Linked DNA regions of Anas platyrhynchos: region 1 is linked to region 2. Evidence: chromatin contacts called from public Hi-C data. All regions are on one chromosome and are shown on one strand. The core of a region is the stretch at or near the end of the contact, and the rest is flanking DNA. Distances in the headings are between cores, read along the strand shown. Region 1 has its middle 39 kb from the start of CPXM2. Region 2 has its middle 41 kb from the start of GPR26.

Evidence for each region. Hi-C and Micro-C count contacts between places; a contact is called where the count stands out from the background.
Region 1: a contact with region 2 is called in a Hi-C map of F1 follicle, with 4 times the contacts expected there. The contact joins two enhancer-like sites. A contact is called at or near these places in 2 of 8 Hi-C or Micro-C datasets (F1 follicle and subcutaneous adipose tissue).

The regions. Positions count from the first base shown.
Region 1 is chr6:37,525,888-37,531,291 of IASCAAS_PekinDuck_T2T, forward strand. No RefSeq gene overlaps it. Among named protein-coding and RNA genes, the nearest start is that of CPXM2, 39 kb to the left of the region's middle. Within about 2 kb of position 4,029, at least 1 of the 8 cell types and tissues checked has an H3K27ac peak or open chromatin away from gene starts, as enhancers often do. A contact at or near this core is called in F1 follicle, where this site is marked.
Region 2 is chr6:37,337,403-37,343,232 of IASCAAS_PekinDuck_T2T, forward strand. No RefSeq gene overlaps it. Among named protein-coding and RNA genes, the nearest start is that of GPR26, 41 kb to the right of the region's middle. Within about 2 kb of position 1,654, at least 2 of the 8 cell types and tissues checked have an H3K27ac peak or open chromatin away from gene starts, as enhancers often do. A contact at or near this core is called in F1 follicle, where this site is marked.

The DNA.
Region 1 (5,404 bases), core at 2,779-5,278, 190 kb after region 2:
AAGCCCTTCAGTCCCCCCTGCTGCTGGCCTAAGACCAAGTGACATAACCCTTGCTGCAGGGTCTGCCTTGCATTTGCTGAGCAGCCCCGCTGGCCTTCCACTGCACAGATCCCTGCTCCACGGCATGGCTGCAGCTCGCAGGGCAGCCCCACGGCCGAGATACAGGCTGGGACCACCAGAGAAAAAATAAGCTCATGGTTATGCTGTGGAGTTCATCTGTGGTGCATGAAACAGAGAAGGAAAAAAACAGCTTGAGGTGCATAAGTCCAGGCTGTGGCTTGGGCAGACATGCTCTGGATCTGCTGCCTCTTGAAAGAGTACCTTGAAATCCAGCTGACTGTTACACGGCTGCCATAAAACATGCAGGTGCAAAAGCATGGCAAACAAGAAAAAAAATGCACAGAAAAGACTGAGGTAGAGGAACAGCCTGAAAGTGATGCCTCTTCTTTCATCTCCGTCTCCCTCAGAGGAGTGCAGTTCCCATCACACAGGAGGATGCAAGGTGGTTTTGCACCTCTCTTGGGCTGCCTTGCACACCTCAAGAATATGAAGAGTTCCTACATATAAACCAGATTGCTTCAATACAGAGGAGAAGCACAGTGCTGCAGCTCCACAAACAATACACAATGCTGGAACAACCTGAAAACATATTTTCCCAACTATGTTCAATAAATCATAAATACAAGATTGTAGACACCGGAAATAGGTGTTGCTGCCACTTACAGTCCTATTCAAATTGACTTTGGAGCTTGTGAAATGATTTCTAAACTGCAGTGAACAGAACTGCATGTACATCTAAGTATCCTCTTGTGACTTATTCAGAGAAGATATTTATCTTGTCTGGGCTTGTCTCTCAATGTATATACTTTCCATCTCTTAAACATAGAAAAAATTGGAAAATTATAATTCAAAGGAAAATTATTTATAATTTAGCCTTCATCCTGCTGGGTCAGAGTGCAGGAAAAGATTTTGTCATCAAAATGTGCTTTGAGGTAGCAATTCCAGGTCACCATCCAAGTGTCCAGCTTGGCTGTCCTGCAGCTGTGCTGGTGCTGTCACAAGTGTTCACTCTCTCCTTTGGCCCCAGTAATCATGATACGTGTTTAAAGACAGTTTACACTTTATTTAGGAGACATTCATTATACTGAAATTTTATTCAGGTGGCATCTATGGTTTTGTGTACCAGCTTAACATGTGAACCTGAACTTGTGTTATTTGTGTTACATCTGCACATTAAAACTGGGCCAGTGTGACAATGCGTCGAGGACAACCAGGAACCAGCTCGGCTTATTCTGGGGACTTGTGTGAGCTGCAGAGCAGAAAATCTGCAACATGTGTCTAGAAATCAGTTGCTCTGGGGAAAAGTAGGACAAATATGTTAGGAGAACCAGGCCTGGATGGCTAAACAAAAATGTGGTGCAAATAGAACAGACTAGCAATATACTATGAGGTCATGTGTTTTGTTTTTTTTTTCATTTTTTTTTTTTTTTCCCCTTAAGCATATGGTAGATATCATAACATCATGTCAATCAACAGACCTCCTAAAATGCTACATAACCTGATTTTCAAAGCTCCTACATCTATGTTAATATGTCACAGAGAGAACATGAAGTTCTGTACTGGTAACTGATGCTGTTAATCACAGCACTGCCTATACTATCTAGAAGCCTGGCATTTAGTATTTGCTATGGAAACTGCTTCACAGCTTTGCACTCTTTATTGCTCTCTGGTCTTCTGAACTATTAATATAGAAAATCACCTTTTTTTTTTTTTTTTTTTTTTTTTTCAGAGCCCTAGTGAGATGGCAGACATCTATTTTTGAAAGGCAGTGTCAATCTGTTTTAACTGTGTGCAAGTTCTAATGACAGAAAATTATTTAAATAAATAAATAAATAAATAATCCAATATTTTCTTGGTTCTTGGCTTTAGAAACCACCAGTTTTTTGCTACCTTCACAAAGCCTTGTAAAAAACTCTGTGTATTTAAAAATATCAGGATATTAATCAATTAGGTTCCTCATATCCCCCTTTGCCTTGTTTTATTAAAGTAAGTGGTTAAGCAAGTAACAAGCTGGTACTTAGCAGCAGGCGAATTCCTTCCTATGTCTGTACACAGGGCCCTCCAAGTCTGTCTTTTGTCCATCCCATCTGGAGCTATGTGTGGTAGCCAGCACATCCACAGGCAGACACAGTCATTAAAATTGTCTGAGTCCCATGTAGGTGCATTAGCTGTAAGACAATATTCCTATAGGTTTGGTGACTACAACCCTGAGCTGGGTGTTTTATTACCTGTAGCCAATCCTTGGTGCAGTATAGAATTCATGAAAATAAAGAAAATGTGAACAATGTGAACTCTTCAGAAAAGTGATCCTAAGAGCAGAAACAGTTTTTAAGCACCCACAGGCAAGTGCACTTCAAATTTTAAATAATTAATGTGTAAAAATTCTTAGATCCCTTCCACGAGAGCAGTGACCAGTGAGTATTTCTCACTATTTAGCTCCCCTTACAGTCAAAGGACCAAATCAGGCTGGCACCAGCCCCAGTTTCTCCACCAACCCCTTGGGACTGCCCTTGGAACCTTTCATCTCTCACCATCCTGAGTCCTCCAGTCCTCAAGCACTTCAGTTCCTGGACTTCATGGTGCTAAAATTCCCAATCCCCTGGCTCTGCCAGGAGTTTAACTGCAGCAAAGCCTGCCTCCTGCAGTGCCAGACACCTACGGCTTCTGCCTCCTGAGGTTTTATCATGCTCATGCTAGTACATGTAGCCTAGTCCAAGTGCTTTGAACCTTCTGGCCTCAAAAGCTTAGGATTTTGATTGCTTGCCGAATTGTTCTGTCTCAAATACCTGTGTTAGCTCATGCTGCGCTGCCTCAGCCCCCCAGCCTTTAATTACACAGCAACACGTACCCACTGGCGTGTTCACTGAATAATACAGACTTCTGTAACACACAGAGGAGAATGGAAAACTATTGAAAATCAGCTTAATGTAAATGTATATATTCAGTACTTTCCAAATACAGTTTTTTAAAAGCTCAGCCACAGATACAAGAACAGGTCTGCTCTGCAGCACCACCTGCTGCAAAGAAATATGCTTGGTTTGACATCGAGCTCGAGAAACGTAACTGTTGAATCAAGGCACACATCATGCTCCTGTGGATTTGGGTTGGGAACAAGTGTTATAGGATTTACCTTGGGCCAAATGACGCAGCACTGCTGCACGGGGATTCAAGGATTGGCTCATATGTCCCTGTTTAAGAGGTGTTACTTAAATCCAGGTGGTTTTTTTCAGTCTAAGAAACTTTTTCAATGTTTTGGTAGTACTGCTGTGGCAGGGGATATTTCAGCTCCCCTCAGTTTGGTAATATTAACGTAAGGCAACACAGCATTTAAAAATATTTCTAAATGATTCAATAAACACTGAACTGACAGTTTAGCGTGCAACTGCTACAAAACTATTTTTTAGTGGTGAAGAATTTTTCATCTCTGTTTTTCCTGATATATTATCCTGTAGGGTATGTAAATAATGCACCAAAATAATAAATTCACAGAATCTGGGCTTAGGTTTGCCCATCACAATAAGAAAGAGGATTTTTGTTTATTACCTTTAAAATCCTTATCGGTCGTGTTGAGCTCTGAGAAGGGATTTGTGTTGGGCAGGATGGATCAGAGCAGCCTGGAAGATGTGCTGGGTACCCCAGTGCTGGCTGGCTCCCGCAGGAGGGTGAAAGGGGATTGCAATGCCGATGCCACGATACGACCAGCATCAATGGCACTCTCAGTTAATACACTCCAGGGTGGAAATGGCCCAGCTGTGCACCTTTTTTTTCCTTTGCCTAATTCTCCAGGTGCTCTTTGTGTTATGCTGGGTTATGGTGAGCTCGGTTACATACGATTTATGTTGCGTTAGGCATGCATCTGTGTTGTGTGGCGTTGAGAGCCGCCTTCCCTCTGCCCCTCGGTGCAATTGTAGGGAAATCTCCGCTAAACCCTTTCTGCAGGCTGTGAGCCGCAGCTGTCCCAGGCATGCCGGCTGAATTTCCAGCTATGCCCTGCCCTCTTGTGGTGTCCTGCCTGCCTCACCGCTCCTTGCTGCTCCCCAACAATCAGTGCCGGAGGACCACCCCCCCCTCCCCAAGCCCCAGTGATGCTGCGGGTACAGATCGGTACCAATGTGCACCTTAGTGAACCAATCAGGGGAAAATTACAGAAAAAAATAAAAATAAAAAATCTCCTAATGCCAACACTTTCCTCTTCTTAGCTATAAATGCAGCATTTAGCCCCTCTTTCAGATTTTTTTAGCCCAGTCTTATAGCTCCCGTTTTTATGTTGGCCCTTTCCCCATAATAATATAGTTGTTTTATTCCCTTTAATATAGTTTGCTCCTTCCGAAGCATTAATGCAGTGAGTGGCTGTTTTACGAGCCAGACAGAGGCAGCTGAGAGCCTTTCTGCAGATCCCATCCCACCCCTCCTTACCTTGAGGTGAAATCTCCCAGTACAACACGAAACAAAAAGCCCAGTCCCTGGTGAGCTCAGCTGATACCTTTCCAGCCAAGGCAACATGGTTTCCCCAAGTTATATCATTATTTTCTTGTCCTAAGCCTTTTCAGCTGATCAAAAAATCAATTCTTCCTTTCCATCTGACAGCTGCATGTCTCTCCTCTTTCTGCTTATTTCTCTGTCCAATTTCTTCTATTTTTTTGGCTACCTTGCTTGGTTTTATTTTCTTCAGTGCAATTTTGCACAATCGATTTCTCTCACCACTCCAGGATTTCATTTGACTCAACTGCAAGACTTCTTTCCTATGTCTCCCCCTCCTATACCTTCCTGCAACTGTTGTGTCACATCCTTTGGTCCTTGGTTCAAAAACCGGGGGAAAAGACCCAGCTTGGTTGGCTGTGCTGTGAGCATCACTGGTGAATAAGGCCTTTGGTCTCTGGGAAATTTAAAATATAAAATGTAAAATATTTGATAATTGGGATGTGCTGGTTTTAGATTTATCAAAAGCTAAAGCTCACATTATTTGCAAGTCATCTGTGGTTTAGGCCCCTGGAGCCTGAAATAAAGAAAGTTTTAGGAGCTGCTCCCAGGATGAGTTTTTCCTTCTACTGCAATGCTCTGAGTGCAAGCTCAACCCTTCCCTTTGCTCATTCCCATTCATTATTAAAGTAGAAGAAGAGATCATTTTCTAAGTGTGTGCACTACAGCCAGATGGAGGAAATAACTGTGAATTAGTCTGCACTCCGTTTTAATAGTGAACGGCTTAATGATAGCTTGCCTGTGTTTTCCTTGGGGAAGATGCTACTTGCAATGCCACCACTGCCATGCAATGAGTTGTTACCCCAGCAACTGCTACTTCAGTGACTAAATGCCAATTTTAAAGCTCTTAGGGTTATATTTTCAG
Region 2 (5,830 bases), core at 404-2,903:
GACTGACATAACAGTATGAAATACAATGAAATAAAACTGATACGGGAATGTTCCTGTCTCTAATGAGACAAATGCTGTGGCTGAGATAAAATTTGAGATTATCTCTGTGGTGAAAAAGCTTCCCGAGGTTGATACTGCAAGTCCTGCTCCTGCTGCACAGAGTTTTGCTCTTTTCCATGGTACTGCTTTACGTATAAATCTTGCCCTGTTAGTGCAGGTATGAGTCAGCAACTCCCTTTTAAGTCAAACTGTATTTATTTGTAGTACTTTTCCTAAAGTGTTGAATGTGTTTGTTTGGAGAGCTCCAACAGGAGGATGGAGGGGAGGTAACAAGGTAACATGCGCAATTACAAGGACTTTGACTGCAACAGAATGTAAGTCTCTTATCCTGTTCTGAAATCCCACTGCAAAACTTCCTATATCAGCATATTCTTTCCTCTTTGCAGGGAACCAAGGTTGTTTTCTTCCTGCTGAAACACCTTTTTTCAAGATTCATCCAAGCTCAGATAATCTGTATGATAACTGAGGTTTGAGAGCCCCAAGTTCAGCTCCCAGCTTCCTGTTGGATTTCCTGTGAGACCTCACAATCCTTCAGTGACTAAGTGCAGGCTCACAATGCCAGAAGGGTAGAACACCTGAAAATGAATTTCCCACACCCTGTATATAAATTTAACCAAGTTTGCTGCTGTGCTGGCAGCTGCCAGGTGTTCATGAGCACTGATCCCTTTTATCAGACGGTTTCCAAGGGGTGCAAGCAGGTGCACCAGGCTGCGTGCACAGGGTGTCTGTAACCCCACAGATGTCTGTAAGAGAAGAAATATGCTCTCAGGCTTTTGATAGTTTAATTGTGTGAAATACATCAGTAATGTTTACTTAGTAATCAGTAATGTTTACTTAGCAATTGGTAATGTTTAATTAGTTATGTTAGTAAGGAGGAAGTCTTTTTAGACTCTGGAAACCAGGCTTTGAAGTTCCTCTGCTGCTGCAGCACTGAACAAACAAAAGTCCTCAGAGCAGGCTGATGGTTTCCAAGAGAGGCAGGATGAGCATTTGGCTAAGGAACCGACATCCCCGGGGACCTTTCACCTTTGGGATCTCGCAGACACCACCCTTACTCCCCCCTTGCTCCGCCAGAGAGAGGCTCGCTCGTTCTTCCAGCGTTTGCCCCGGCCACCCCCCGGCTCCTTCCTTGCATCAGCACCGCCGGCCGGGTGCCGGTGCCCCGCTGCCGCCGCGCGGGGGGGCCGCCGAGCCGCCGCCGGGCCGGGGCCGCTCGCTGCCGGCTGCAGCCTCCTGCCGCGACCCCATCGGGACCTCCGGCCGCGCTCTTCCCCGCCTGGGAAGCGACTCCAGGGGCGTCTTCCAGATGCTTTAGGAAGGTGCTGGCAAAAAAGGGAGGAGGGGGGCTGCAGCCCTCAAGCTCTGCAATTTCATCACTGCAGGCGGTGCTGGTGCGCTCTCTCCGTGCTGCAGGACGCTTTGCTTTCTGTCCTGACGCTGCTCAAAATCCCCCACTCAGGAGAGCTTGCTGCATGCTACTATATTATTAACTTCCAGACACATCAAAACCTTGGTCTGCCCGTGGCTATCCCAAAGGTATAAACATGATGCAGGGAAAACTTTTGCTCCAGAAAGTTTTTTTTTTCTTTTTTTTTTTTTTTTCTTTTCTTTTTTTGCTGGTGTTACAGGCTGCAGATTTTATGAGTTATATGCACTGCTGAGGCCAAGAGGCCATGTAGGAGATTAAAGGAAAAAAAAGGTTCTCTGCAGCCCAGCTGCTGGCTACCAGGGCGTATGGGGGGGTGAGAGGGGCAGGCATTGAGGTGCTACTACCAGGGTTAGGTGCATAGATCTGGGAAAGAGTTATTATTTAATACATCCTGTTAAAGAAGATGTGAGGGTGTCGAGTGAGTGTCAACAATATCATCCCCCTAGGGGTCAGGGGCAGCACAACCCCACACCACCCACACCTTGCTTACAACATGCCCTGGCTTCAAACCAAGCAACTGTGAGGAAAACTATGAACAATGTCAGCCACCCTGAAAAATGTGAAGGAAAATGTCCACAAAGGGATACAACAGCACCAGTCAGTCCTGCTGTGGAGTTTGCACCCTGGATATGGAGCTGGAAATGTTTTTCTCTAGGGTCTGGTAGGGACATCCTTAAAATCCTAGAACCTCTTACCCTTCCTCATTGAGGATGTGAAGGGTGCATCAGCACAGCCATGGCAGGGAAGGTCAGTGATGAAGTTTGTGGTGGCATGAGCAAATTAGGATCAAGCTTCATCAGTGCTTGGCTGATGAGTCAATACACAATGTTCTTCCTCAGTTCTTAAATACAGTGTCTCGGTCAAGCCCCTGTGTTAAGCTGCTATGATTCCTGGCTGAGCTTCAAACAGAGCTTTCCAAAAAATTCTCCAATTCCAGGTTTCACACAGGTCACACATACTCACTGTATAATGTGTTTGCAGAAGTTTCTGAATTGTGAATACTTTACAAAATGTATTTTAAATAAAATAGAACTTTAAAATTATCTCAGTTATACCTGTTTTCAATGTCTTTTATATTTCACTTCACTGTGACTTTATAAAAAATCCTGACAACTGCTTTCATTTTGTAGATGATTTACAGCAATACACCCTGCAGCACCCCCTGTGTTCCTGGGGTTACAGTCTCTAACAATTTTTTGATTGTCTCTTTTTGCTTCTGTGTGATTATTTCTTCTGTACAAGAGGATAACTGAGTGAGATATAACCATATGAATGTTCCTCTGATTACTTGTGATGGCTGAAATACACTAAGGAGGATTTCTCAGCATTAGGAAACTCTCCAACAACATGCACCAGAAATGAAGACCAGAGAATTTAGATTTCTAAGAAATGAGTGGCCAAGGTCATTAATACCATCTATAGATTCAAGCAGCTGGGAAATAGCAGGGATATAAAGCTAAAACCACCCAGATACCACATTTAGTGCAGACTTGGGAACCTGCCTAGAGACTTTTCTTGGAAATTCAGTATCAGAGGCAGCTGGTGGTGGCATATGCAAGGGCTGTAGGACGAGGAGTAGACACACACTCTGGTTGTACAGTCTCAGCTGGCAACTGCACCATGAACCCACAGAACATAAACAAAACTAACACAATAGATCAACTTTTGCCTCTCAGATACAGTGCACCTTCATAATAGTGTTTTCCTTGAACTTTACCTCATTACTTTCCAGAGTTGTTTATGAACACCATTTTTTAATTTCTTCATCATTCAAACTTGCTGATTCACTTTTTTTTTTTTTTTCAGCAAATATTCAGAACCTCCTCCTGTATACTCACGAAAGTCAAGTCATATCTTACCTGTTTGTTTTCTCTTTGATTATCCTTATGAGAAAACATTTGGGCTGAGAATTTCCAAATGAAAAAAAAATAAAAAATAAATCCATCCTGGTAAAACAAATGCAAACCAGGGTTTTTGTAGAATAGTAACATGTTCCTCTTTCTTTTTCTTCCGTCCTTATCTCATTCTCTTTCTCTCTTTTCTTTCTCCCCTCTCCTCATTCTTTTTCTTTCTTTTTTTTTTTTCCCCAGCAAGAGCTGACCAAAGCGAATGAGCACCCTTTTCTATTACCCGCACAAGCTTTCAGTCAAATCACTCGTAGCATATGGTGCAATGTAACATGAGTAGAAGCAGCAGAATCTTTCCCTTAAGCGATTATTTGTACCAAATAGCTTCCTGATTAAAAAGTTTACCATGGCTTTGTATTTTTATAGTTTTCTTAATTAGTTCAGCTGTTAAACTTAACAATGTGCTGTCAAGATCAGTTGGAAGATTTAAGCCTTGATTTAGACACACCTTGGCCTCTGGCTATACAAATATGTCTCCAGTAGCAGCAAATAAAACAGCAGTGGCTTCAGTGAGTTTCCGGAGGGCTGAAAAAGAGAACACCCAGAACAGAATTGTCAGAATTGTCAGAATTTCAGAAATGTCTGAAACATCAATTAAAGTTTCCCTTTGGGGGCAGCCCATGAGAAATGATTGTTGTTACAAACAACTGGCTTTTGAGCTCCAGCAATGGTATACTCGGCATGAGCTGAGAAGAGAAACTGCTACAAAACAAAAGTAACAGGCAAGAGTCCTGATGTCTTGTTTCTGCACAAATGCTGAGAGCTTGTTTCCAGACTGGACTGCCCCTTCCCTTCTCCTGTACAATGTTTGCCATGGGCACATGAAAACCACTAAACAAGCTAGATGCCATCATGTATAAACCTCCTGTGCTTTTCCCCACTTAACAATAGGTAGCTGTTAGACTGGCTTTACAGCTCCACAAGTGGTGTGTTGAGAGGAAAGCTTTGCCAGCCACTGTAGCTTATAGGTTTTATTGCTGGTGGCAAGATTTATTTGCTCAGATATATCCTTGATTTTATGTTTGCCAAAAGGCAAGTAATCAGAGCGATGAGTTCTGGCATCTCTGTTGTTCAAAGGAATGTCAATTAATACAGATAGTCATAGGCTGATCATTATCACTGTTATTAATTATTATTCTTTATAATAGAATATTATAGACTTATCCTTTATAAGTCTCCTTGGACATTTGCAAGCACGCTCTACTCTTGTGGCTGTTAACCAGCATTGGGATAGATGCTGGGGATGGCACAAGGGCCTTTTGACATGTGATTATGATCAATTCTCATGCTTGTATTGGCCAGTTTCAAGGGCTGGGAAGCTCTCCAAGGTGTTAAGCTTCCTGGATGTCCTGTGTATGCTTATAGGTCACATTTCTCTGCAGAGTGGATACCAAGCAGCACATGTGCTATGTAAAATATGACTTGCCTTGTTCTCTACAGCAGAATCACTGGGCAGGTAGGAATTAACTCCTGCAGCAGAAAACATGCTTGTGCAAACATCTGTGGGTGAAGAACTTCACACCAGTGGAGACCTGAGCCCAACAACAAAACTAATATTAAATTCTGCAAAGAGAATATCTTTGTGTTTATTCTGCTTCAAGGTCATTAAACAGTACCACTTCTTTTCTCCCCAGTTGTCCTTATGATTTTCAAATGCTTCTGGGTAGGCCAATAGGTATATTATTTGTACTCTTTAGATGAAAGATGCTGTAAAGTGTATACAACTATTTTGTCAGATCAGATTGACCATTAAACTGTGCTTCTCCTGAATCCTATTAAGTTACCTCAATTTAGAGTGCACAGTAAATCACGAAAAACAGAAATTACACAGTGGTTATGCATCCTGTGAAAAATGTGAGTGGGAAATCATGCCTTTGATTATAAAAGATGAAATGTAAACTGCATACAGTCCGGTGCAGCCTGGCTCATTTATATTGCCTCGCATCCTGGTATGTTGCTTATGAAGTGGCAACATATGGAGCTGAGTGCTGACAGAGATGACAAACTGCATTTCCAGAAGCAGCACAGGCTGCCTTTATGGGCATTAATCAACAAACTGAAAGGCCTGAAATGAAGGGGAAATAAATTAGAAAAAACAACAAAGAGGACTTGGGAGATTAAAAGCAAGGAGGTTCCTCTGGATGTGGCTCAAAGCCTGAAGAAAGGCAGACCAACACCTCTGCATGGCATCAGGAGGAAGTCTGTGTGCTGTAGGCATCTCCTTCTTGTGTGCTTTTGTGCTCTTCAAGCGTCTGAAGTCCTTAGTTAAATCTGTGAGAGACAGCAAAGGAAAAAATAAGAAGAGATATATGTAAAGCATAATTTGTTTTGCTCAAAACTACCTCTAAGCAGGTGATAGTAAAAAATTTAGCTTAATATTTTCAGTTGCAGAATGGCAGGCTTTAATAAGCAAGTCTCAAAAGTCAGAGAAACA